Regions from separate parts of the Mus musculus genome. Here regions 1 and 3 are each linked to region 2. Evidence: chromatin contacts called from public HiChIP or PLAC-seq data. All regions are on one chromosome and are shown on one strand. The core of a region is the stretch at or near the end of the contact, and the rest is flanking DNA. Distances in the headings are between cores, read along the strand shown.

Region 1 (4,484 bases), core at 1,272-3,771, 310 kb after region 2:
AATTAGGTATTTTCCTCGTTTACATTTTCAATGCTATCCCAAAGGTCCCCCATACCCACCCCCCCAATAATTTTCTTCAGAGTTTCATATCTTACATGTGAGTTTATGGTTGATTTTGAGGTAATTTTTGTCTTGGTATGAGACAGAAGCCAAACTTGATTTGTGTGTGTGTGTGTGTGTGTGTGTGTGTGTGGAGGGGGTGCGTGTGTGTGTGTGTGTGTGTGTGGTGCATATGTGTGTGTATGCGTGTGTGGTGTATTTGTGTGTGTGTGTGTGTGTGTGTGTGTGTGTATGTGGCTGGTTGTCCATTGATCATTTGTTGGGAAATATTTGTTGTGTTACTTTTTCTGGGCTGATGTGAATGTCTGCTCAACCCAAATAGGATCTGAATGGCAGCCCAAAGAGATGATTCCGTCTCAAATCCAACTTGATGAACCAATGAGTTTATTAGGCTTATTTATAGGAGCATGAATGATGCTCCCAAAATAGCCCACAGGTAAGTCTATGGGGCCCTTTCTGGACTAATGATCGATGTGTGAGGGATCGGCCTATTGTGGAGCATCACAGCAAAATCTCAGCTCTGCAGGAGGGACAACCCCCACAGCCATCCAGTTAACCTTCCACCATCTGTGGCTACAAGCTTTTCTGGAGCAGGGGCAGCTGTGGTCGGGTTATATAAGCTGGTGACAGGTGCATGCACTAGCGAGGGGCTGTGGACTTGGCTGATGAGCCTCCCCCACTCCTTCTGTAAAGGAACATTAAAGATCCTAATCCTCCAAGGGTCCAACAGCTGCTCTGATTTCAGGATAGCACCTTTGTCAAAAATCAACTAACCGCAAACGCAGAGCTGTTTGTTAGAAGCTCTGTGGGTCTCTGTGTGTGCCTTTATGAAACTCTTACACTGCTGGGATTATAGGAGCTTTAAAGTAAAGGTTTGAAATTAGGAGTTGTGGGTCTTCCAACTTGATTTCTTTGAAAACTTCTATCTCTATTCTGAGCCCTAGGAATGTCTAGGTGGGTTCCAAGATGCACGTTCCAATTTCTGTCCAACAGGCCCCTGGGATTTTGACAGGCGTCGTGATCAAGTCAGCACCTTAGCAGTGTTAAGTCATCCAATCCACAAAATAGATATCTTTCTTTTTTTTTTTACTTTTATTTATTTATTTATTTTAAACTCAACAAAGTTTTATAGTTTTTAGTATTCAAGATGTGCTGGCTAGTTTTTGGCAACTCGATACACTTAGGGTAAGTACCCAAACTGAGGCCTTTCTACTATCAGATTAACCCATAGGCAAGTCTATGGGGCAGTCCTCCTCCTCCCTCCATGGTTTTGGGTTGTGTAGACAGCAAGCTGAGCAAGCCAGTAAGCAGCCTGTGCTGCAGTAAGTGTGGCCTCTGCTTCAGTTCCTGCCTCCAGGTCCCTGTCCTGGCTTCCCTCAATCTAATGAGTTAGAGGTGTTAACTCCTTCTCGCCCACATTAGCTTCGATTAGCTTTGATTAGTGTCTGATCACAGCAGCAGAAAACAGCTAGCAGCTAAAATTTGCACATTAAAAAAAAGTATGTTTGTAAGTATTTTATTATTTTAATGCTATTATGAATCAAACTGCATCGTTAATTCCATTTGCACATTTTCAGATGCCAGTATATAAAAATGCAGTTGATACTATTTGTGCATGCGTGTATGTGTGTTCAGACTTGGAAACCAGTGGTTGACATAAAATGTCGACCTTGATTGATCTCTGTGTTTTGTTGAGACAGGGTCTGTCGCTGAACTTAGAGTCCATTTACTGAGCAGCTAGATCTACTGAGCAGCAGGCTCCAGGGAGGCTCCTGTCCCTCAGTGCTAGGACTGTAGGCAGGTACTGACACACTTGCAGTTTTACATGGATTTGGGGAACCCAAGCCCAGGTCCTCTATCTGGGGGACCAGAGAACAACACCAGCACATTTATCATGTCTTTTCTGCTTTAAATAATCTGATCATTGCCATGAAAATATCCCTAATATTGTAAGGGACCAGAAAGAAGTTTTTGCTGGACCTCAAGGCCAAGGTTGGTAATGCACGTTACCCTGCCTTCAAGAGACACAATAATGACCAACCTCACTTGCCTTGGGTTTCCTGAGCAATCAGCTTTTACAACCGCAGAGAGTGGAAGCTGTAATCTCCTTATGTCCTCTTCCATGACCCTGACCTGCTTGTATGTTTGCAGGTTTGCTGTGATAATCATACCCACCATCAACACTGAAAGCAGCTTTCTTCTATCGATTTATAGCTGTATTTATTTGCTTATCTGGGTGAGTTGGGGGCAGGTGGAGTGAATGACTTAACCCCTTGTAAACTCTGCTAAAGATTTCTGTAAAATCCCTCGTTCATGTGTTGCTTTCTGTGCTGTTCAATAAATACAGAACAAAGCCCTGTTAGGAACAGACACACAGACACAGGGACAGACAGACTCACAGGGCAGCATTCAGACAGGTACAAATTCAGACAGAAAACCACAGAAAGGGGGAAGTAAAGAAACAGAATTACTCAAAGGGGAAGTGTTTGTTAATTTCCTTTTCCTAACGCAATGGCAGCACATGACTGGTGTCTGAGGTTTTCACTAATGCACTCAAACTGATGCACCAGCCCTCTTTAGATATCCTACAGACTCTGTAGCTGGTCTCTGCTACTTGGTAGGTTCTTTTTTTCCACCCTTTATCCATTGCCCACCCCCTTTAACCCTTTAATACTAGGTAGGAAAGAAACAAGGATAGAAGGGAGAGAGGAATTAGGAAAATCCCTGAATCTAATTTCTTTCTTTTTGTTTCTTCTTTGACTCCAAGTACCAAATGGTAAATAACTTCCCTAAATAAACACCAACCACCAACCCTCCCCTCTCAGGGCCTCCGAATTTATATGCACTATGAAAAGTTTCCAGAATTCCGAATGTCACACAATCATAGAAATTATCTGCAGCTGGCAAAACCACACTTTTGCTAGCGCAAGAGGCAAATCATGGTCAGCTGCTTCGGACAGTCGGAACCAGTCCCACACCCTACACCTGGGATTAAAACAGAAGCACACTCTTACAATATTTCTGTGTGTTTTTCTTTTCTTTTCTTTTTTTCTTTTTTCTTTTTTTTTTTTTTAAGAAACCAAAATTCCAGAATTCTCATTACAGAAGTTCACTCTCTTGTTAAAATTCATTGGCTATTATACTTAAGACAATGTAACTGCATATAAAGTATACCTCAGCTAAAACAATTAATGTACGTTTAAAACCCTGAAAGGGGTAGTTATTTTTAGAGTGAGAATGTCATAATAACAGAAAATACTCTGTGTTTATGTAATCACACCAATTTGCCATTAAGGAAGGTCCTGCCCAGGGAGAAAGGAGAGGTGGTGTTCAACAGAACACAGCTAACAGCTATGAATGGAGAAAGAAAGCCATTCAAAGCTAATACCCCCCTCCCTGAGAGTTAAGTTGCCCCACTAAGTCGGTAACTATGGAGATGGAGGACAGTATTGGCTATAACTCATATTACACTGACATTTAGTTTGTCAGAGCAATCTTGCAGACACAGGTTTGTTTCTCTCTCTCTCTCTCTTTTTAAATAACACATCTTTGCAAATGCTTATTGAATTTATATACATTACAATCAAAGAAGGGGCAAGTGCAGGGTCCCCAGGTTCAGCAATGCTGTTCACAACTAGATGCCCCTAAGAATGAAAACCATGGTATCTCGGCTACATGCCAACGGCAGAGACTGCGGCTTGACACTTATTCATGAAAAGTGGCTTTGTCTGTGCAGAACTTCTCATCCTGCAGGTTTTTCTGACTCCAGAGATAGGCAGGCCCTTCAAACTCAAACACACTGTGCTTCTCCCAGAGAGCTCCTGACTGGAGGAAATGTAGGGTACACTTATTACTGTGTGGGCTAGTTTTTGTCAAGTTGACACATGCCAGGCGATATGAACAGAGGCAATCTCACTTAAGAAAGTTGAAATTCATCAGATTGGCCTGAAGCAAGTTTGTGGGGGAATTTTTTTTTTTGATTACTAATTGATGTGGGCTCACTGTGGATGATGTCATCCCTGAGCAAGTGGTCCTGAGTGTAAGAAAGCAAGCAGAGCAAGCAGTGGAGACACATCCAGTAAGCATCACTCCTCCATGGCCTCTGCTTCAGTTACTACCTTTCACGATAGACTATAATCTTCAAGGTGACTTATTCCCTGTCTAGATTACTTCTTTTTTTTCTTATTTAGTATTTATTCATAACCATAAGCTTACCTCTGTAATCCAGCTAGATTGGAGGGGAATGAGGAAAATATGGAACTCAAAAACTTCAGTGAGAGCAAAGATTACAGGGTATTATGAGCAAGTGGGGGGGGGGTGGGGAAGGTGGTGGGCTTTCCTGAGCTACAAAAGGAATGGTCTGGTGGGTAAGAAAACAGTAAGTCAAAATCATTAGAGTTGTCCACCATCAGAAATGGTGATCT
Region 2 (4,523 bases), core at 42-2,541:
TCTGTGGGCTGAGATTCTACTTGCCTGAAGCCTCAGACTGGGACTCTGCACCCTGGCTGTGCAGTGGACAGCAATGCTGTCAACATATGGTAGGCCAACTAGGTATTGGCCTGGTGAGGTAAGCTGTACCGGGGGAGAGGACAGACTGGCTTTGGAGGGAGGCAAGACGGCAGAGGAGCAACCACAGTGGCTGAGGTGGCTGCTTCTCCTGAGGTAAGAGGTGGGACACAAGTGGGAGGTGAGGAGCCAGGCTCCAATGTGGCAAAGCTGAGTCATATCTACCTCTGCAGCTTCTATTGACCCTCGTCTTTGTCTTGGATCTACTCTACTTTGGTTAATTCTGATGTCCTGCCTTTATGCAGTGACATATTTAATGACTGCCTGACTGGCAAGGGTCTCCTTCCCACCCCATACCCAGACACAGAGACTGGTGTGTGGCTCCAGAGAAAGCATGAAGACCTGACCTCACTGGTACTCTGCAACAGGAGCCCATGAGGCAAAGGACAGGCACAAGAGGAAGAACAGAGCTGAGTGTTCAGGACTCTTCTGTGATTGTCATGAACCCTCAGGGGAAGAAGTGCAAACATTCTGACTCGGGTGCTTATAGCCACACCAGACAGTGCAGAGTGACTCAGTTAACTGGGAACTGGTGACCCCATCACTTCACGTTTCAGTAATTACCTGCACACTTCTAGAAGGATTTCGTGGCATGCCTTATTGCAACAGGGTCTGATGGTCAGCAGCCAATGCATGGCGACTGCAGGGGGGTGTGTGTGTCCAGATTTCCTTGGGTCTAAAGGGCAGCTACCCAGAGTGGCAGATCCCGTCTGTGAGGCTGGCCGTTGTGTGCTGTCACACTAGTCTCTGCTCTGGTAGTTTCTGAAGAAATTCTTACTTTTAATGGCAAGATAGGCCAATGGAGTTCAACACAGGACCCCAGGACACTTTCTACAGCCAACTGCAGAATCTAAGGCCATATCTTAAGCTGGTGGCTTGGAACAGGAGACATAGAAACCACCCTTAAAGCCCCTTGGGCTCTGTAGTAGTGGGTGATACTTGACCAGACACATGGTCCTTGAGATCTGGGCAACTCAGGCGTTTCTCACCCATGAGACCCCTGTGCACCCCTGGTCTCTGGGCACCGAAGCTCACATCTGGAAGTGCATGTTCACGTTCCCAATCTGTGTGGGTGGCTACGGAGCGTGGGCACAGAAACTGTGAGTGCTGCACTGGTGAATGCCACACGGCACCTTCCTTCTCACAAGATCATGCAATTAAAAAAAGGCCAGCGGAAGTTGGGATGACAAACCAAAATACAGGCTAAGTTCCCCTTATCTGAAATGTGTGGGGCCAGCACATGCCACTCTTTAGATTTCCTAATATTTTCACATACACAGCACATAAGGTATCTTGGGGATGAGACCAAAGTCTAAACACAGGATTCAGTTATGTTTCATAGATACTTTATCTTATTTATACACAGCCTGAAAGTGATTCCAAACTATACACTTTTAGGGCATCTGCATTTTGACTGGGTCCCTCCCATGATGCCAGGTGTGAAGTTTTCCTCATTGATGTTCAGAGATTTTGATCTTGGGACTCTAGATGGTCTACCTGTCCAAGGACGCTACTGAACCCGAGAAGCGCGAGCTCACTCTGGCACATGGTACAGGCTCTGTGGTTGCCACGATCGGGAAAGCACAGGAGGAACTGGGTCTGAACTGACCAGACAGTGAGGGGAAGGTAGAGTGTTTTGCAACAGTGCTGATGAAAGGGAAACCAACACAACTGTCTGACAACTCTGGGCTAGGAAGATGGCCTCTCAGGAGTGGGAAGGTGTGCATGCGCTACAAGTGTGAAGTCCTGAGTTAAAATTCCCAGTGCTCACGTAACAGGCTGGTGTGCTCATGTGTGTACCTGTAACCCCAATGCTGTGTGGGATTGAGACAGGAGGATGGCTAGGGCTTGCTGGCTCCCAGCCTAGCTCTGGGTTCAGTGAGACCCTTTACAAGTGGAAAAGGCAGAGGGTGAGAGAACAGGTAGGCCACTAGATGCCTTTCTCTGACCTCCACACCTATCACCCTACCAAGAACATGCATACTCATATGCAGCATAAATAAATACATAAGTGGGGCTAGAGAGATGGCCCAGTGGTTAAGAGCACTGACTGTTCTGCCAAAGGTCCTGAGTTCAAATCCCAGCAACCACATGATGGCTCACAACCATTTGTAATGGGATCTGATGCCCTCTTCTGGTGTGTCTGATACGTAAAATAAATGCATCTTATATATTTAAAATAAATAAATAGATAAGTGAAGAAATAAAGAGAATCATCGGATATTTCTACTGGTTGGGTGAGGGCGTGTGTGTGTGTGTGTGTGTGTGTGTGTGTGTGTGTGTGTGTGCTACCATTATGTAGTCAGTCCCTAGGACCACATCAAGCTGAAGGAGTGCCTCATCTGTAAAGTGTGAATAAGGGCAAAAAACACATTCTTGGGCTGTATGGGCCATCTCTGCTAATATTACACAGAGCACATGCCTGCAGTGCCATCTACAGATTCAGCCCTTGAGGGAGTATCTGGGAAGAGAAGGCCAGTGGAGGAGGGGGCTGAGGGGACTCACCCATCTGCTGGTCCTCCTGCACCCGCCGCCTCTCGTCCGCATAGGCCTGCAGCCACCTGGCCTTGTCTTCTTGCTTTCTGGCGCAGAACAGATGGACCTCGTCCGTGGCTTTGCTGACCAGCTTGAAGGCATTCCGCAGGCTGAGGCTCCAGTCTTTGTCCCGCCCATCCTCCACGTCCACAAGCTCTACCTCGTCCATGTCCATGCGGCCCTTGTAGTATAGCATGTCCCTGCGCAGCAGGTCCTTCTTGCAGGACACCAGCTGGTGGTCGAAAAGGAAGAAGATGCGTTGCTGGCTCTTGCCCTGCCTGGTGATTTTGGTCAGCTCTCCGGAATGAATCAACTCAGAGCTTCGGTCTAGAATGTCCAGGCCCTAAGGGAATGCAAGTAACCGGTGAGTCTTCCAAACCAGATTGTTTCCAACAACAGAGATACAGAAGGGGACTTTGATGCAGCCTTTTAGAATATTCCATCCAGTTTCCTAAGACCAGGCATTGCTGCCCTCCACACATCTAGGTAGGGCCTCCGAGGCTGCTCAGACCTCGACTTCACAGGTTCCTTGCCATGTCTTTTCTACTCTTCATTTCCTAGCTCTATGGATTTATGTATGGTGCATATGTGCATGGGTACATTTCTTTCTGGCAGGGTGATGTGTGTGGAGGTCGGAGAAGGACATCTAGTGACCTTCTCAAAGTGTCTCCCTGATCTAAAAACTCATGTTAAAATAATAGAATGCTGGGGACTAGAGAGATGGCTCAGTGGTTAAGAGCACTGGTTATTCTTCCAGAGGTCCTGAGTTCAATTCCCAGCAACCACATGGCAGCTCACAACTATCTTCAACTCCAGTTCCAGGGAATCTGACATCCTGCACATAAAATATAAATAAACAAACAATGGGGTCGGAGAGATGGCTCAGTGGTTAAGAGTGCTGACTGCTCTTCCACAGATCCTGAGGTCAATTCCCAGCAACCACATGGTGGCTCACAACCATCTGTAATGGGATCTGATGCCCTCTTCTGGTGTGTCTGAAGACAGCTACAGTGTACTCATATACATAAAATAAATAAATCTTTAAAAAACAAACAAACAATGGAATGCAGACATTTTCTGGAGTGGGAGCTGATAAAGACTTGACTTCATGACAATAAGGGAGACTCAGAGGTTTTGCCACACAGGGACAGAGCATTACTATTATGGGTATGTCAGGCGTTTACCTACCTGCTGGTATAGGTAGCTTAGGGTCCTGCAAACAAAACGCCAGGCTGCCAGCAAGAACTTAGTAAATTCTGATGAGATGGTCCCTAAATGTCAGACTCTAAGGTGGGAAAGCAATCACCCCTTTATAATACCTAGGGTGGATGGACACTGACATCACCCTAACCAAGCTGGTATGAAGCTGGCCTCCATTTATAAAATTTTCATTTTCCTTTAATCCCAATAATACACAGAATGCTTTGCAGGCCGAAGTGCTTGGCTCCAAAATATTTCTTCTATTTCCTTTCCTACAGCAATTTTGTGCCCCAGATTCTTCACTTAAAAAAACAACAACAAGGGATCAGACAGCGATGTCGGAGGGATGCTCAGGGCTCCTGGGAAAAAGCATTTCTCTTTAGCTCACCCTGTTCTCAGTGACTTCAGCCCTATTCCTGCCTTCTCACCCAGTGCCTTCTGTCTGTGAAAGCCAGTTCTGACCAGTTGGTAGATGCAGTGACCCTTATCTGGTTCAGCAACAACCTGAAAGGTACCAGCTTGTTCTGAGCTGCTAGTGCAGTGCAGGTGACCGCAGTGCAGGTGACCGCAGTGCAGAGGTGACCGTCTAGACTCCTGGGCCTGGAGGAGGTACTTACACCTTTTAAAGAGCATTGAAAGAATTCACTGAGTTCATAAATGTAACTAGCAGT
Region 3 (4,147 bases), core at 739-3,238, 470 kb after region 2:
AGGAAGTGCCTGCTACAGAAAGGAGCTGGGAGAATCTAGCTGAAAGGTCAGAGCGCATGAGCTGGCACCTGCGTGGAAGCCGGGTGTGGCTGATCTCATAAAGATGAGCTGTGACCTCCAGGTTCCTTCTCACTGAGCACTTAGTCTACAAAGAGGACTAGATATGGCCCACCCAGCAGAGTGTGAGTTCTGACTGTTACATCCCACCAAGTCCTTCTGCTGACACACTAGCAAAAGCACAGCCTCGGTGAGGAAGCCGAGTGCACAGCAGAAACATTTAAAACTGCAAAGGCATACAACGTCAGTCATGCAAACTTCCAAACAGCAAAACACGAGGAGAGGGAGAGACAGCCACACAGAATTCCTACCAAAAAAAAAAAGTCTGGACTTTCAGGATAGCATTTGAAATGTAAATGAAGAAAATATCTAATAAAAAATTGAAAAAAATGTCATTTAACAGAAAGTCATGAACCTTCAAAAAAAAAATCTGCGTGAGAGTTGGTGACTCCAAATCAGAGAACAGCAGAAAATTGACTAAAGAAATTTAGTAGAGAAAGAACCCTTAAACGTCACACAGTCTCAGAAATAAAGAATCAGAGAGTTGAGAGAGAAATAGAATTAAGGAACTCTTCCAGAAAACAGACTTGGAGCTACATAGGAAGTCTGTCAATTTATACAAGCTAAAAAAAGAAAAACTACAAAGAAAACCAACAGAGAAAAGAATGGCTGCAGAACCTGAGTTTCTGGGCTGTCTGTAAATGACATACCGAGGCAGAGAACCGTGAAATTCCAAAATCCAAGGAAAAAGAAAAATCTTCTGGGTGGGGTGGGGAATTGGGAATGTATTTAAAAATCAGTTTACAAAGTTGGCATGCCTCCTCCACCTCCTCATTGCAAAGTCCTTTCCATGTGAGGCCTGCTGACAGAGCCCTGGGTTCTCTTCCTGCTTTCAGTGCTTGCCTAGGCACAAGCAAGCTATCCGATTTCTCTACGTACACGCAGGACTAAAGGAAGCCTGAAGAAAAGAAACAGAACCTATCTATTCACTGGTCCCATTATTAAGGAATTTCTGGGAGCACTTCAGGGTAATTTTGTTTTAAAAACTTCAGAAACGATAGTGAAAAGCCAGCATGTCTCTGTTACCAACATTACAACAGCAAACCTGCGAAGTGAAAGTTAATATTTATATTTACTGGCAGCTGTGGTGGCATGTGCCTTTAACCCCAGGGTTGAGGAGGCAGAGACAGGCAGATCCCATAAACTCAAGGCCAGTCTGGTCTACATAGTATGCTATGGGGCATCTAGAGCTTCATAGTGAGATCGTATCTCAAAAACAAAACAGTGTTCACCCAGAAGCTTAGAGCAGAACTTCAGTTCACCACGTTTATAAAGCAGAGGAGGTTCCTACCTCAGTGCCCTGCCGGCAGTAGGATAGGACCGGAAGTCTGCCCTTGCTCCGGAAGTTGGAACTGCCCACGATCACCGGCCGGCTAGCTGTCCGAGGAACATACAGCTCTCTGGGATAAGTCTCACAGACCTGCGAATATCAAATGAAAATACTTCAATCAGAAACCGTGAGGCTGGTGAAGCAGGTGGATTAACTGCGATCTTCATCCCTCCTCTCTCCCTCCAAATCCAACCCCCCGGCCTCATCCCCAGCTCTGTAGCAGACCTGCTGTGGTCTTTCCTTTCTGCCCCAACTCCCAGGAGTCTAAGCAGATCCTAGTGCAACCCCCGAATGCCCACCCTCATTCCAAAGTGTCCGACCCCAATACCCAGAAACACATTTTTACCTGTAACCCCCAGTAGCCACACCAATCATGGCCAGAGTATTTCCTATCAAGCACCACACAACCACCACACTCTCCCTAGGAGCCAGAGATGAAACAGAAACCAAGGAACAAACACCCAACAAACACATGTCCAGATGTCCGCACCTAGAATTACAATCTCCCAATGCCATATCCCCAGACCAGCCAAGACAATGTGTCTCCATTAGAGCCAGCAGCCCTGCCACGGCAGGCACTGAGGATCCCATCATAGCCGAAGCACAAGAAAAAGACCTTAAAACAGCCTCTAAAAAGGCCCTTAACAAGGAAATACATTCCTTAAAGAAGTCTATGGAATACCTGCCAGGCAGTGGTGACGTGTGCCTTTAATCCCAGCACTTGGGAGGCCGAGGCAGGTGGATTTCTGAGTTCGAGGAAAGCCTGGTTTACAGAGTGAGTTCCAGGACAGCCAGGGCTACACAGAGAAACCCTGTCTCAAAAAACCAAAAACAAAAAATAGAAAAGAAAAAAGAAATCTACGAAAACACAAACAGTTAAAGACCTGAATGTGGAAGAAGAATTAATTAGGAAAACCGAAACTCAGAGAAGTGTGGAAATGACAAATTTAGAAACTTGAACAGGAAGCTTCACCAACAGAATACAAGATATGAAAGAGAGAACCACTGACACTGGAAACACGAGAGAAGAAAAAGTCTAAAGAAACTTCTGGCATAAGACATTCAGGAAACCTGGAACACCATGAAAAGATCAAATTTAACAAAAATGGGAAAAAGGAAGGAGATGAAACCCAGACAAAAGGCACAGAAAATACTTTCAACTAAATCAGAGGAAAATCTCCGCAACTCAATGGAGATGCCTGTCAAAGTCAGAACACCAAATAGGCGACTAGAAAAGAAAGTTCCTCAGCACAAAATAATCAAAACACTGAATGTACAGAGCAAAGAAAAAATTAAAAGCTGGCAGGGAAAATGAGCAAGTAACATATAAAGGCAGACGTAGTAAAGTGACACCTGACTTCTCAAGGGAGATTCTGAAAGCTGCCTGGACAGATGTGCTGCAGACACTAAGAGACCAGAGATGCCAGCCCAGACTTGTATACCCAGAAGAATTTTCAGTCACCAGAGATGGATAAATTAAGATATTTCATCATAAAACCAAATGTAAGCAATATTTATCTACAAATCCAGCCCTACAGAAGGTGCTAGAATGAAAACTGCAACCTAAAGAGGCTAACCACACCCCAAAAGACACAGGGGATACATAATCCCAGACTAACAAAATCAACAGGGAAAATGTCGTGTGTGTGCTCGCACACACACACACACAGACACAGACACACACAGACACACAGACACAGACACACACAGACACACACACACACAGACACAGACACACACAGACACACACAGACACACACACAGACACACACACACACACACACACACACACACACACACACACACACACACACACACACTAACACCACCACCACAATAAAAGGAAACCACAATCATTAGTCATTGATCTCTCTCAACATCAATGGTCTCAGTCTTCCATAAAAGCACACAGATGAACAATAGAGATTCGAAACCAGAATCCATCTTTCTGCTGTATCCAAAAAGACACCTTAACATCAAGGATCTATTACTTCAGGGTAAAAAACTGGAAAAGACATTTCAAGCAAATGGACCTAAGAAGCAAGTGGGTGTAGCCATTTTAGTATCTGACAAAATAGACTTCAAACCAAAACTAATCAGAAGACAAGGGAAGGACACGACAGACTCATCCAAGGAAAAATCCACCAAGAGGACTTGAAATTCCTAACATCTATGCACCAAACACAAGGGCACCCAAGTTCATAAGAGAAACACTACTATATCTTAATCACATATTGACCCTCACACACTGATAGTGGGAAATTTCAATACCCCTCTCTCACCAACAGACAGGTTATCCAGACAAAAACTAAACAAAGAAATACTGGAATGAATGGACATATATGTAAATGGATCAAAGAGATATTTAGAGAACATTTCACCCAAACACAAAAGAATATACCTTCTTCCCAGCACTTCACATAACTTTCTCCAAAATTGACCATATACTCAGACACAAAGCAAGTTTCAACAATATAGGAAAACTGAAATAACACCCTGCATCCTATCAGACCACCATGGATTAAAGCTGAATTTCAACAACAGAAAGCCTACAAAGTCATGGAAACTAAACAACTGTTGGCTGAATGTAAAATGGGTCAAGAAAAAAAAATTAAAGACTTTCTAGAATTGAATAAAATGAAAATACAACATACCTAAACTTATGGGACACAATGAAGGAGGTTCTAAAAGGTAAGTGCA

What was found. HiChIP or PLAC-seq counts read pairs in DNA pulled down with a chosen protein or histone mark.
Region 1: an H3K4me3 HiChIP or PLAC-seq map of bone marrow-derived macrophages shows a contact between it and region 2, with 7 times the contacts expected there. The contact joins two enhancer-like sites. A contact is called at or near these places in 3 of 115 datasets of contacts at active chromatin or transcription factors (the HPC-7 cell line, bone marrow-derived macrophages and pancreatic cancer cells).
Region 3: a contact with region 2 is called in an H3K27ac HiChIP or PLAC-seq map of microglia, with 20 times the contacts expected there. The contact joins two enhancer-like sites. A contact is called at or near these places in 1 of 39 promoter capture datasets (maxillary cranial neural crest), 1 of 484 Hi-C or Micro-C datasets (bone marrow-derived macrophages), 2 of 115 datasets of contacts at active chromatin or transcription factors (bone marrow-derived macrophages and microglia) and 1 of 9 other capture datasets (macrophages).

What each region holds. Positions count from the first base shown.
Region 1 is chr14:60,442,423-60,446,906 of GRCm38.p6, reverse strand. It overlaps the pseudogene Gm6066. Among named protein-coding and RNA genes, the nearest start is that of Amer2, 67 kb to the right of the region's middle. Within about 2 kb of position 2,521, at least 70 of the 459 cell types and tissues checked have an H3K27ac peak or open chromatin away from gene starts, as enhancers often do. A contact at or near this core is called in bone marrow-derived macrophages, where this site is marked.
Region 2 is chr14:60,754,684-60,759,206 of GRCm38.p6, reverse strand. It overlaps Spata13 (spermatogenesis associated 13), which reads right to left. Exons shown (of 13, transcript NM_001033272.2): 11 at 2,623-2,995. Among named protein-coding and RNA genes, the nearest start is that of Gm34997, 11 kb to the left of the region's middle. Within about 2 kb of position 1,291, at least 43 of the 459 cell types and tissues checked have an H3K27ac peak or open chromatin away from gene starts, as enhancers often do. A contact at or near this core is called in bone marrow-derived macrophages and microglia, where this site is marked.
Region 3 is chr14:60,282,307-60,286,453 of GRCm38.p6, reverse strand. It overlaps Mtmr6 (myotubularin related protein 6), which reads right to left. Exons shown (of 14, transcript NM_144843.4): 5 at 1,409-1,537. Among named protein-coding and RNA genes, the nearest start is that of Mtmr6, 19 kb to the right of the region's middle. Within about 2 kb of position 1,988, at least 10 of the 459 cell types and tissues checked have an H3K27ac peak or open chromatin away from gene starts, as enhancers often do. A contact at or near this core is called in microglia, where this site is marked.